Regions from separate parts of the Mus musculus genome. Here regions 2, 3 and 4 are each linked to region 1. The links are chromatin contacts, called in public promoter capture Hi-C maps. All regions are on one chromosome and are shown on one strand. The core of a region is the stretch at or near the end of the contact, and the rest is flanking DNA. Distances in the headings are between cores, read along the strand shown.

Region 1 (3,074 bases), core at 215-2,714:
TTTTTTTTAAAAAAAGTATACACTTAAAAAAAAAAAGCCCAGGCAAGTTCCCCCCCACCCCGCCCCGCTCTGTTCCCCCCTCTCCCCAGGTCTTCTCTAAAACTCAATCCCTTGCCAGCATTTCGAGGCTCCACCGAAAGCCTGTCTGGATATCTGATCCACCATGGAAAAGGTCAGTTCTCAGGTGAGCTATTGCAAGAGAAGGCTTTCCCTCATTCCAAATGAGAGTCCAACCCCACCCCCCACCCCCGAGTCACAAGGGAGGCAGGACAGATGTTGCCATGGGCTGGGATCTGAAAATCAGATCTGGACTGCAGTTAAGTTCTTCCAGAGTGGCTAAGCGGTGTGGACAGCCTTCATTTACACAACGAATATGTACCTGGCCAGTGGCATAAGCCAGATCATGCTAGACTCCGTGAGCCTAGACTAAATAGCCAAACCAGGCCACGGGCCAGCCAATAGCCTAGTAAGGAGCACAGGGCAGACATTAGGGTTCCTTGGGGGCTCCATGGCTGTTTTCTTAATAGAAATTTAGAGGGGTGTGTGTGTGAAGGGGGCTGGGGGGGGGGGTTGGGAATCAGTAGACGTGGGAAAAAGGGGTGTCACATACTTCCAGCAGCTCTGGGCTATTAATGGCAGGAAGAAAAGGCCCACCAGGCTTAACGATCTTGGAACCCTGTGCACCGCTGCCTGGCACCCTGGGCAGGTCTTCTCTAGAAAGTAAGGTACCTACACTGGCTGGGCTCTCAGGTCCCTCGGTTTAAGAGAGTTATAGGCTTATGTGCACACACGCTGGAACTAGGCTACCCAGCCCCAGCCCAGAAGCCCCCACTCACCAGGACCTGGGTTTACACACGCCCACCCTTCCGTGAGAGAGGTCCCAGAGGAGAGGACAGATTCAGGGCCAGCTGAACTCTCTCCAGTGTCTTGTGGTGTGCGCCCTGGTGTGTGGCGTGGGTGGGCTTGTTACTGTGGAAGCTTCTTTTTAAAAAGTCACAGAGTGGAGCAGGCCCTCAGTCTCTGCCAAGTGGGATGCCTGGCCAGACGCTGGCTGCATCTGCTAACCACCTCTGGGTATCCTGGCTGGGTGCACTGTCAATCCCTGGCGCCTCCTCTTTGCAAATCTGACACCCAGCTGTCCACAGCTCTCTGCCTCAACGTCCACGGCAGGTCAACCAAGTCAGCTCTGCCTCGGGCTCTCGGAGGTGGGCCTGACTGATGGCTAGCCACTGTCTCTGCTGCCCCCCTTTCGGCCAGCAAGCGATCCTAATCCGCAATCCCCTCTGAGAGCCAGGCTTCCGAAGAAAGGTGGAGGCCGGGTTCCGGGCCTGCAGCTCTCACGTGCTTTCCCGGCCACCCCCTCCCGCCCTGCGTCGAGGCGGCCAAGCCTGTTCCTCTTCCCCCCCCCCGTCGCGATTGCGACAGGCCGGCCTCTGCTCCCAGGGCTCCCTGCCCCCGCCCCCGGCCGGCTCGCTCCACTCCCACTTCCTGAGCCCGGCGCTGGAGCCCTGGAGGCCAGGCCCGGCCGCTCCCGGCCCCCGGGGGCACGTCGGCCCAGCCGCCAGGCTTGGGAAGTCGTGGCCAACGCTGCTCAGGACGTCCGGGCTTCCCACCTTCCTCCTAGGACTCCACCCGGTCTGGTCAGCCGAGCCGAAAGGCCGCCATGCGCCTGCCCCGGGCCTCCTCTCCCTGCGGCCTGGCCTGGGGGCCACTCCTGCTGGGACTCAGCGGGCTTCTGGTGGCCTCTCAGCCCCAGCTGGTGAGGGAGGGGCTAGGTGGGATGGACCAGGTTTCTCTCTAGCCCTTCTGCCCTCCAGAGCTGACCCTGCCTCATTCTTCTCTTTCTCCGCCTCCTCTGGAAGGTGCCCCCTTATCGCATAGAAAACCAGACTTGCTGGGACCAGGACAAGGAATACTACGAGCCCATGCACGACGTCTGCTGCTCCCGCTGTCCCCCAGGTGAGAACAGTGGCTCCAAGTGGCTTGGGTGGTAGAGGTGAGCCAGAATGAGCCAGCACTGCTAAAACTAGCCAGGAAGGAGAGTCTACGAAGCATTAGCATTGTCCCACGGACACTGAGATTTGAAGAGGTAGCGGCATGTAGCCATGAAGACAGGATGGGGACAAAGAGACCAAGGAGAGGCTCCGAGGCATGCAGCAAGCAGAGGCAGCGGACGCAGAGATGGACTTCTTGTCTCCTGATAACCCTCTTTCCCCATTCGCCTCATAGGCGAGTTTGTCTTTGCGGTATGCAGCCGCAGCCAAGACACGGTTTGCAAGACTTGCCCCCATAATTCCTATAATGAACACTGGAACCATCTCTCCACCTGCCAGCTGTGCCGCCCCTGTGACATTGGTAAGTGGGGACTCATCTGGATCTGCATGATGGGTACGACTGGGAGGGCCAGCTCCTCTCTGACTCTTCCCTCTCCCTGACAGTGCTGGGCTTTGAGGAGGTTGCCCCTTGCACCAGCGATCGGAAAGCCGAGTGCCGCTGTCAGCCGGGGATGTCCTGTGTGTATCTGGACAATGAGTGTGTGCACTGTGAGGAGGAGCGGCTTGTACTCTGCCAGCCTGGCACAGAAGCCGAGGTCACAGGTCAGAGGTCACTGAGGGCAGCCAGTAAAGGGAGGCTGGGCATCAAGGGCAAGGAACGTGATACTGTGCGCATGGTGCTTCTCCCCACTGGTACTGTGAGTGTGGTACCTCTGCCCACTGGGAGAACCATAAAGAATCTATCAGTCCTTGAAAAAGGCTCACAGGAGGGGGTCTGCCAAGACATGAACTGGTATGAGGAGCTTAGAAGGTAGCTCCCTCCTGTCAGCCCTGGGGAAGCTTGGGCAAAACGGCAGGCTGCAAAGCCAAGCTTGGGAAAGGTAGCAACTACAGAGCAGAATGGTTGGCAAAGAGGGGACGTAAAGGAAGGCCACCGAGTCCTCACACTTACCCACTCACCCCCACTGGCCTGCCTTTCTTTTGCCAGATGAAATTATGGATACTGACGTCAACTGTGTCCCCTGTAAGCCGGGACACTTCCAGAACACTTCCTCCCCTCGAGCCCGCTGTCAACCCCAT
Region 2 (2,751 bases), core at 191-2,690, 400 kb after region 1:
TACGCAGCCCTGGCTGGTCTGAAATTCACATAAAGCCACCTGCCTCTGCCTAGTAAGTACTGGGATTAAAGGTCTTTTTCCCTTTTTATTTTAAGTTTCATTTTGTTGGCATAGCATCTACTTTGTAGCCAGGGATGACCCTGAACTCATGGGCCCAAGCAAGCCAGCTTCAATTCACCCCACCTTCCAAAATCTTGACTTACACATGCCACTGTTGCTGACACCTTGGTCTCTCTTGAGTTTTCCTTGCTATAAGATTCCTGCATTATTCCATCTCCATAGACCCTTGCCTTCATTTTTTTCTTAAAGTACAGAATCTTGGGGAGGAGGGAGGTTTTGAAGACAGGAAAACATCCTATTGTCAGGGCTGGAAAGGCCGTTCTGCAGTTATGAGTGCTTGTTGCCTTTCAAGAAGACCTAGGTTTGATGTCGAGCATCCAGATGGGGCGGCTCCCAAAACACCTGTAACTCCAGTTCCAAGGAATCTGACACCCTCTTCAGGCCTCTGAGCATTCACACAGGGTGGGGAATTTATGTATACAGACACATAAATAAAAGTAGACATCTAAAACAAGTTTCCCAGCCGAATGTGGTAGGTGGTGCATGCCTTTAATCCCAGCACTCAGGAGGCAGAGGCAGGCGCATTTCTGAGTTCAAGGCCAGCCTGGTCTACAAAGTGAGTTTCAAGACAGCCGGAATACACAGAGAAACCCTGTCTCGAACTCCCCCCCCCCCCCACACACACACATAAAACCAAGTTTCTCAGTGTCATCTTCCTAGAAGATGAAAGGCCATCCCATAATGCAAGTAGGGTTAAGGACTAGACAGCTTTTGCCTTCATGCTTCCTAATGTTGGCAAGTTATTTAATGCCTGTGAGCCTCAAGTCCCGAAATCTGTACAAAAAGGGGCGCGCATCAAGTTTCACAAGTTGCTTTACGGAAAATGTATAATACAGTTATATGTAGCATAGAATGAAGGTTAACACCGTGTGGCTACTATACTTTTCCACTGAGCCCTTACCCAGATCTGGTAACTTGTGGTATGGTGACACTTCTTGAGTACCTGTCCAAGAGATGCTGAAAGGCTAGGCAGGCAGACTGTAGGACAGTGGCTTTTTTTTTTTTTTTTTTCAGTGTTAATGGGAAAGAGCAAGTCAAGAAGAAACTGTGGGGACAGTAGAGGAAGCTTAAAGATACAGCTGTAGTTCTAGGCAGAAATGCTTGGCAGAGAGAGAGAGAGAGAGAGAGAGAGAGAGAGAGAGAGAGAGAGAGAGAGGAGACAGAGGGGGAAGAGGTGAAGAGGGGGCGGTAGGGAGACCCGAGTCTGAGGAAGTAAACAAGGGGAGTGCCACCACCGAGAGGAGGGCTCGGCTGCTGGGAATCAGCCCCCTCACACTTTCCACTGCGAAGCGAAACCCCGCGCCTTGGTCTGGGGGGGCGGGCAGTGGGGAGGAGAAGCAGAAGGACTGGGTCTGGAGGAGCAGCTCAAGTTCTAGCTAGCTGCAGTGGGTTTGCCTGCACTCTGCTCTGGGTCCCAGCCCGGGCCTCTGATCATTATCCATCCTGCTGTCTCCAGTCCCCACTCCTGGGGCGTCCTCTTCACCCTACATTCTTTCCCTCCGCCTCACCTCCTCCTTGTAGAACTTCTCTCTCTCTCTCTCTCTCTCTCTCTCTCTCTCTCTCTCTCTCTCTGTGTGTGTGTGTGTGTCTGTCTGTCTGTCTGTCTCTCTCTCCTCCCAGGACCTTTTTCTAACCTCCCTTGGAGGGCTGGGGAGGCCCGGGCCATAGAGGAGATGAGGGAGGACCTGCTCCTTGGCTTTTTGCTTCTGGGACTGCTTTGGGAAGCTCCAGGTAAGGTGGAGAGTCCAGCAGGGACCTCTATGGCTGTCTCTTTAGCTGTGGTGATATTCCAATGCTTTTGTTGAGGGGAGGGGTGTGTGTGTGTGTGTGTGTGTGTGTTTTGAGACAGGGTTTCTTTGTGTTGCCCTGGCTGTCCTGGGACTGGCTCTGATGACCAGGCTGGCCTTGAATTTATAGTGATCCACTTGCCTCTGCCTCCCCAGTGCTGGGATTAGAGGCGTGCACCATCACTTTGTATAAGGGCAGATCCCAAAGCTGCCTCAGCCTCCCTTCAACAGGGAGGCATGATGTTTCTTTCTTAGGAAAGCCAGGGCATTTCTCTATTCTCCAATCTCTTGGCTCAATGCCCTTGGCCTCTCTTTTGTTCCACTAGTTGTGTCTTCAGGGCCTGGGAAAGAGCTCCCCGTGGTGTGGGCCCAGGAGGGAGCTCCCGTCCATCTTCCCTGCAGCCTCAAATCCCCCAACCTGGATCCTAACTTTCTACGAAGAGGAGGGGTTATCTGGCAACATCAACCAGACAGGTATGAACTCCAAAGTTGAACAACAGAACCTCCCAATCCTGTCCTAATGGATAAAACCCTGTCCAAGCCAGTTTTGTCCTCTTTGTGAGCCCCTCTAAAGCCAGTAGCTCAGTGTCCTCTAAAACCACACAGCCTTCCTGTGGATTGCTCCCCACACACCGGCATCCTGTAGTGCCCCACCTCTCCAGTAGCAGATAGTGCTGAAGACCAACGGAAGTGGGGACAGGGGTAGTTATGGGGGAGAGGGGAGGCTGCTGACGGTCAAGAGGTCTCTTAGGCAGGTTAACTTTATCCTCAAAGCATGCTTGAGTGCATCTTCTTCGTGGCCTTATCAAATTTCTCAATCCTATTCTCTCTCCCCAACCAGTGG
Region 3 (3,169 bases), core at 624-3,123, 290 kb before region 1:
TGGCATTATTCAATGCTGCATAACTTTATACGATGCCAAAGACCGTGGGCCAGGTCCCACGTCTGCCTTGCCTGACATTACAAGCAAAGGATTCCAGCATTCCAAACTCACACCACGGCATGCTCATACAAGGAATGAACACTAGGTGGCAGCATTTACAGGCACTCTCAGCCAGGCCTATGCAACTCCAAAGTCCATGGCTTCTGTAAGGAGTTCCAACTTACTTTTACGCAGGAACCCACCCCATTACCAGCCAAGAGCAGAAGGCAGGAGAAATGGCTGCAAAAGAACTGTAGCCCCAAGTTTGTCACTGGGGCCTGTTTCCAAATGAAATTATTCAAAGAAAGTACCTTTGAAAAGGACAGGTGGACCCAGACCCACAAGTTGTCAGAAGAGTTTGAATTGATTGCCTAAAGGAGGTTAACTGGTTATGGAGTTCTCACCACAGAAGCCAGGCTCCCGCCACCCGATGTGCACGCCTTTTCGGGCACACTCGGCAGCATAGTTAGCTACTGCGTTACACAGGCAATCCCGGCTGTCGGAGCAGGAGCAAACATCATAACGGCAGTTCTGCAGATAGGGCAGAGGGCTGACTGCGTGGTGGCAGGCCTCGAACTTGGAGGACGTCAGGAGCGCACAAGCCTCCTCTGCAAACCTGGCTGTTGAAGAGAAAGGAGAGCCTGTGCAGAACAAGACGTGGCCCTGCCCGTTCCTCTGGGGCCAGCCTCAGGGACTCTAACATCCATACCTCACCCCACCCTCTTCCCCACAAACAAAGCCAGTTCCCTTTTCTGTTGCTACCAAAATTAATCTATCTGGCTCTGGCTTCTGGTGCCAATGTACAGTTCTGCGTTTGGCTCAGTAACGGGTAAATGTGCGTTCCCCAAAGACCCACTGACCGGAGACGGTGGTTAGAGTAGCAGAAGCTAGCAAGAGCAGAGATGTCGCAGCACCGTGTCCACACAGGGTCACTGCAGCGCATCTATCATACAAGTCAACTTTAAGCTCCCACACCCACCGCTGCTCTAGACTGGGTCTTTTCCGGGCCAGAAACGACCCAATATTCTATTCTTTCTTGGGATTTCACCCATGGATGGAGGGTGTTCAATAAACAAACTTTGAAAAGGAAATGAGCCAAATGTGGATCTCAACGGCCAGTGGTCAAAATAAAGGCTGGGCCAATGGCTCCGCCTTTGCCTTCCCTCTCTCTGTGTCCCGTGGAATGCCTGCCTGGACCACGGGAGACCCCGGGGTCTGCGGCTCACATACTCAAGCGTGGATTCAGGCTGCAGGGGTCGCTGTGTTGCCTGCGCAGGTCCGAACAGTCCCCTTGAAGCTTCCAGGCGTTTCCGAAGTCTACCACCAGGGGCTCCACCAAGCCGGCCGGCGTGAGGAAGTCGTCTCCCTTGTTGCCGTTGTAATTCCCACACAAGCCACAGGTCTTCCCAGAATAGACTGGGGACAGCTGCCGGAAGAAGCCGGGCCTTGGAGCAGCTGTCCCCCAGTGCCACAATGGTTCCACTTAGTTAATGAGATCATTTGCACCAAAAAATTTCCCCAGGTGAAAAATTAATGTCAGGACGACTAAGTCCCGGGCTGCGAACTGGAGGACCACTGCAAGCTATGCAGCTAGGTGTCGTGCAGCTGGCTGTCGCTCCTCAAAGAAAAGTCAGCCAGAAGGATTCTAGGAATTAGGGGGAGAGAGAGAAGAAGAAGGAGGGGGGGAGGGGGAGGGGAGGAGGAGGGACACAGGGAAAGAGAAGAGAAGGAGGAGGGAGATAGGGAAAGAGAGAAAGAGGGAGAAAGGGGGAGGGAGAGAGGGAGGAAGAAGAGGGGGAGGGAGGGAGAGATTGCCTAAGATCCCATCGAGGGTGACACGGCTGGAAAGAGCAAGCAACTTGAATCCCCCAGACCTTCGTGCTCCCTATGTCTGTGACTAAAGTGACTATCAACAGACATGGGCTAAGCAACAGTGAGAGAACATGCAAACTGTTCGTTGGACAGATATTAGTTACAAACAGACAAGGCAGACTGAGGACGGTGTAGTCCAAGCCCCCAGGAGCTTGTGTCTGGTGTCCAGGAGCAACACCTGTCTTCTAATCTCCTGCTGAGGACACCAGGAAGGAAGCAGGGCTCAGATTCTATCCCCTTCTCTCAAGGAAGCAGGGCTCAGATTCTAGCCCCGTCTCTCACTCGCTGATCAGACCTCAGCAGTGAGCCATGATGAGTTTGACCCCAAAGTGCACACTCAGGGCCAAGCAGTGGTGTGGAGGCAGCTTTTTCCCAGGACAGCTGGGGCGCCACTGAATTCCATGGTGCAGATTTGAAGAACTGGTAGGGACCAGACCCCAAGAGTCCAATGATAGCTCTGTGGGTAATCAGTGAAACCAGGTGGTCCCCGCACACCCCCCATCCTGATGATCCAAAGTCTCACAGGTCAGGCCTGAGTCCCCGTAGTCATCTTGGAAGCCCCTTCTAGCTCCCAGCTGTGACTTAACAAGGTGCATGTGGAAGGTTCCAGACCCACAGACATACATGCAACTAAGAAAGGTGGGCAAATGGCCTTCCTTGTTTGTTTTACAAATGCCAAGTCACACACACACACACACACACACACACACACACACACACACACACACAAGGCAATCAAGGTCTTTTCCCTGACTTTCCAGCTTAAAACTAAAGCACACTGCTGTGACCTCGGATGCTGTTTCTCAAAGCCATGAGGGTCTTTCAAGGTCCTTCCAGACTGAATATTTCCATAATTCCATGATCTCGTTCTTGTCTGTCCCTTCTCATTGCCTTACAAGCACACAGTGGAATTTTCCAGAGGCCCTGTGATCTGAAATGCTGTAGCAGATTGATTGCAGAAAGAGATATGAGAATCCAGCTGTCTTCTATTAAATGAATCGTTAAGGAGATCTGCAGCCATGTGCGGCCATGGTATTTTTCTTGCTGCTTACTTACTGTTGTCTCCTGATCCCCGTCTAACTTATTTTTCAAGGGAAAAGTACTTACAAATGTCTGTTAGGAAACAAGGTTTAGTATTATGTTATAAATGAGTTAAGTGCTTTAATGCCTCCGCGTTAACATTTTTTCTGTCTGGGGTTTTGCTTTTCTGTTTGTGTCAGGATCATACTATTGAGCTCAGGTCGGCTGAAACTCACCA
Region 4 (2,968 bases), core at 112-2,611, 350 kb after region 1:
TGCTGGGATTTGAACTCAGGACCTCTGAAAGAGCAGCCAGTGTTCTAAACTGCTGAGCCATCTCTCCAGCCCATTCATTGCCTTGTTTTCTAACTCTTCTCTCTCTCCCACTCTCAGCCTGGAACTATGCAGCTCACATGGCCTTTGGGCCTAAGATACTCCTGACTTAGCCTCCCAAGTGCTAGACCACAAGCATGCACCACCATCCCTCGAAGGAAGCGACGGAATCAGACAGGTATGCACTTGGACCCTATCCATATTTCTTTGTCCTACAGGTTAGTTCCAGAACTCAGCCCTTGAAGGTCCAATTCTCCTGCCTCAGCCTACTGAGTGATAGGATTACAAATCATCTAACAGTAAACCTGGCTTTACCTTAATTTCCTCCTTATATGGTTTCTGTAAGGATTTTTGTTTTGTTTCATTTTGAAACCTGGTCTATTTAGTGGCGGATGATCCAACTCAGAAATCCACCTAATTAAAGGTGTGTACCACCATGATATTTGGGAGATAGGGTCTCTCACACTGTAGCCCGGGATAACCTCCCAACATATAGCAATCCTCCTGCCTCAGCCTCCTGGATGCTGGGATTACAAGTGCCCGGCTGAATCCTTTAACTTTTAAATTTCCTCATCTGCCTTGGTTCCACTCACACTTTTCTCCTTGCTAATTTGGGATCCAAAGACTAAAAAAATGACTCAATATTTATTTGTAGTAACCATGGCCAAAAGTCTGGTCATGCGATCTGAAACTTCTATGGGAAGAAAACCTCAAAAGCCTAACCAATACACTTCCTTTTCCCCCTTAATCACTCGGGGGTTTGTTTTCTTTCTTATTGAGACCGGTTCTCATGTTGCTCAAACTGGCTTGGAATCTGCGATGGAGCTGAGGCTGGTTTTGAACTCCTGATTCTCCCCTACCTCTACCTCCAATACGCCGGGGGGTGGGGTGGGGGCATGTGTTACCACTTCCTGCCCCCTTACCCTTTAAACTTTTCTTCTGCTCTTTAAAAAGAGTGGATAAGTTGTTGGACTATTTATAGCCTCGTTTCTCTCCTTTCTCCCTTATTTTTTCTTTCTGCGAATTCTCGCCTTCCGCTAACGCTCACGTCGCCGCAGGAACTCGGGGCCGCCATCCTGCCTTGTCCTGCAGCTCCCGGGAGGGTCGCTCCCCCGGACCTCCGCAGAGCCGAGGTCCTCTCCGCACCCTGCATTCACCGCTCTCGCACCCATAAAGATGCACGGACAGAGCGGAAGATGGGCGCCGCTCTCGCGCCTCCCGCGGTCCGGAAACGGAAGCAGGCCGGAGCCGCCCGGAACCCGCCTCCCGAGAGCGGAAGTACGGCCGGAAGCTGGCCATAGAAGCGAGCGGCTAGAGCGGCCCTGCGGGGAGGTGGCAGGAAAGGCTTGGGAGCCGCTGCCGGAGGTGACGGAGCGGCCGCCCCGCCCCGTGCGCTGGGAGACGAGGCTTCCAGGTAGCCGTCGGTTGCAGTCGGTCCGGGGGTACGACCTGGCCTTGGGCGCAGACCCCGGCCGGTCCCGGGGCTGCCTCTTTAAGGGAGGGGGTGGAGCCGCGAGTCAGGCGCGAGGAGGTGAGGTCACGTGGGGGCGGCCACGTGCACGACTCGCGTCCCGAAGTGGGGGTTCGTCGTCGTCCGGTAGACACCATGTGCTATCTCTCCCTTCCCTGGTTCATCAGTCTTGGAACTCAATGGGGTGCACGTGGTGGGGCTTGGGACTGGGCCCGGGATGACGGAGCGGGTGGGCGTGGCAGCCAGGATGGGGCTGGCTTGGAGGAGCCCTCGAGTTGCCTTTTAGACCTCAGGACCCCACTTACTCACTGCGGATGTGGCGGGGTCCCTCTTGAGCGTGCAGCTCCCGTCCCTTCGAGCTGACCACCCTCGCAGGGTCCAGGGACCTTTAGTTTCACGTTCCTCTTTCCTTGCAGCTCCAGAAATCTTGAGGCCAGAGCCCCGCACCTCGGCGCAGCCATGAGTGCGGAGGTGAAGGTGACAGGGCAGAACCAAGAGCAGTTTCTGCTCCTTGCCAAGTCGGCTAAGGGGGCGGCACTGGCCACACTCATCCACCAGGTGCTGGAGGCCCCTGGTGTCTACGTGTTTGGGGAACTGCTGGATATGCCTAATGTTAGAGAGGTGTGTTGCTTGCCTGGGTAGTCCCCAAAGAACGTTGGGACCAAAGTTAACTCTTGAGTGCTGGGCTCGTTTTTTGTACCCAGTAACCACTCAGGTGATCGGGGTACCGATAATTAGCTCTCAACATGGAAAAATAAATCAATCAAATAAAGGTCTTCATTATCTTACAGATAAAGGGTCTGTAAACTTAGTGCTCCCTCCCTCTGTACCCACACTTTGAGTCAGGATTTCACTGTGTAGTCCTGGCTGCCCTAAACTAGTAACTATGGTCTAAGGTGGCCTTGAATGTGTGGGAAATCCCTGCCTATGTCTCATGCATAATTTTTTTTGTTATTTAAAAATATGGAACGCTTTACAAATTGGAGTGTCGTCTTTGCTCAGGGGCCATGCTAATCTTCTCGGGATCGTTCCAGTTTTAGTATATGTGTTGCTGAAGCAAGCAGAAATCTTTAATTTTGAAGCAAAAGAACAAGTCATTAAGAATACCACTGATAAACTCCAGCTTGTCCACCAGTATGATATCTTTTTGTGTTGGTTTTTTTTTTTTTTTTTTTTTCAGGACAGGGTTTCTCTATGTACTATAACTGTGTTCTGGAACTCTCTCTGTCGACCAGGCTGGCCTTCAACTCAGAGATCCTCTGCCTCTTCCTCTCGAGTGTTGGGATTAAAGACTTGTGCTACCATGCCTGCCTAGTGATACCTCTTAATAATCCTGTCACTAACATTTGGGAGGTAGAAAGAGTTGGATCTCTGAGTTGTAGGTCAGCCTGGTCTACAGATTGAGTTCCAGGACAGCCAGGGCTACACAGAGAAACCCTA

Evidence for each region. Promoter capture Hi-C pulls out the DNA fragments that hold promoters and counts their contacts.
Region 2: a promoter capture Hi-C map of liver shows a contact between it and region 1. The contact joins the promoter of Lag3 here to the promoter of Ltbr in region 1. A contact is called at or near these places in 5 of 39 promoter capture datasets (3T3-L1-derived adipocytes, embryonic stem cells, liver and 1 more) and 2 of 115 datasets of contacts at active chromatin or transcription factors (microglia and pancreatic cancer cells).
Region 3: a contact with region 1 is called in a promoter capture Hi-C map of hematopoietic stem and progenitor cells. The contact joins the enhancer-like site here to the promoter of Ltbr in region 1. A contact is called at or near these places in 19 of 39 promoter capture datasets (the 3T3-L1 cell line, 3T3-L1-derived adipocytes, the HPC-7 cell line and 11 more), 3 of 15 datasets of contacts at CTCF or cohesin (the NIH/3T3 cell line, embryonic stem cells and pro-B cells), 6 of 484 Hi-C or Micro-C datasets (CD4 T cells, CD8 T cells, bone marrow-derived macrophages and 2 more), 20 of 115 datasets of contacts at active chromatin or transcription factors (astrocytes, bone marrow-derived macrophages, cardiomyocytes and 9 more) and 2 of 9 other capture datasets (adipose tissue and liver).
Region 4: a promoter capture Hi-C map of macrophages shows a contact between it and region 1, with 5 read pairs. The contact joins the promoter of Cops7a here to the promoter of Ltbr in region 1. A contact is called at or near these places in 1 of 39 promoter capture datasets (macrophages) and 1 of 9 other capture datasets (pancreatic islet).

The regions. Positions count from the first base shown.
Region 1 is chr6:125,312,275-125,315,348 of GRCm38.p6, reverse strand. It overlaps Ltbr (lymphotoxin B receptor), which reads left to right and starts at 1,464. Exons shown (of 10, transcript NM_010736.4): 1 at 1,464-1,759; 2 at 1,863-1,959; 3 at 2,230-2,355; 4 at 2,439-2,597; 5 at 2,983-3,074. The coding sequence starts at 1,664. It also overlaps a transcript of Scnn1a not described here.
Region 2 is chr6:124,910,394-124,913,144 of GRCm38.p6, reverse strand. Lag3 (lymphocyte-activation gene 3) reads left to right here and starts at 1,440. Exons shown (of 8, transcript NM_008479.2): 1 at 1,440-1,851; 2 at 2,234-2,381; 3 at 2,749-2,751. The coding sequence starts at 1,794.
Region 3 is chr6:125,601,620-125,604,788 of GRCm38.p6, reverse strand. Vwf (Von Willebrand factor) reads right to left here. Exons shown (of 52, transcript NM_011708.4): 14 at 1,270-1,465; 15 at 444-659. Among named protein-coding and RNA genes, the nearest start is that of Vwf, 50 kb to the right of the region's middle. Within about 2 kb of position 1,873, at least 161 of the 459 cell types and tissues checked have an H3K27ac peak or open chromatin away from gene starts, as enhancers often do. A contact at or near this core is called in CD8 T cells, adipose tissue, bone marrow-derived macrophages and 4 more, where this site is marked.
Region 4 is chr6:124,963,905-124,966,872 of GRCm38.p6, reverse strand. It overlaps Cops7a (COP9 signalosome subunit 7A), which reads left to right and starts at 1,361. Exons shown (of 8, transcript NM_001355542.2): 1 at 1,361-1,471; 2 at 1,945-2,149. The coding sequence starts at 1,988. Gm23851 (a small nuclear RNA gene) reads right to left here and starts at 2,590; the gene lies at 2,486-2,590.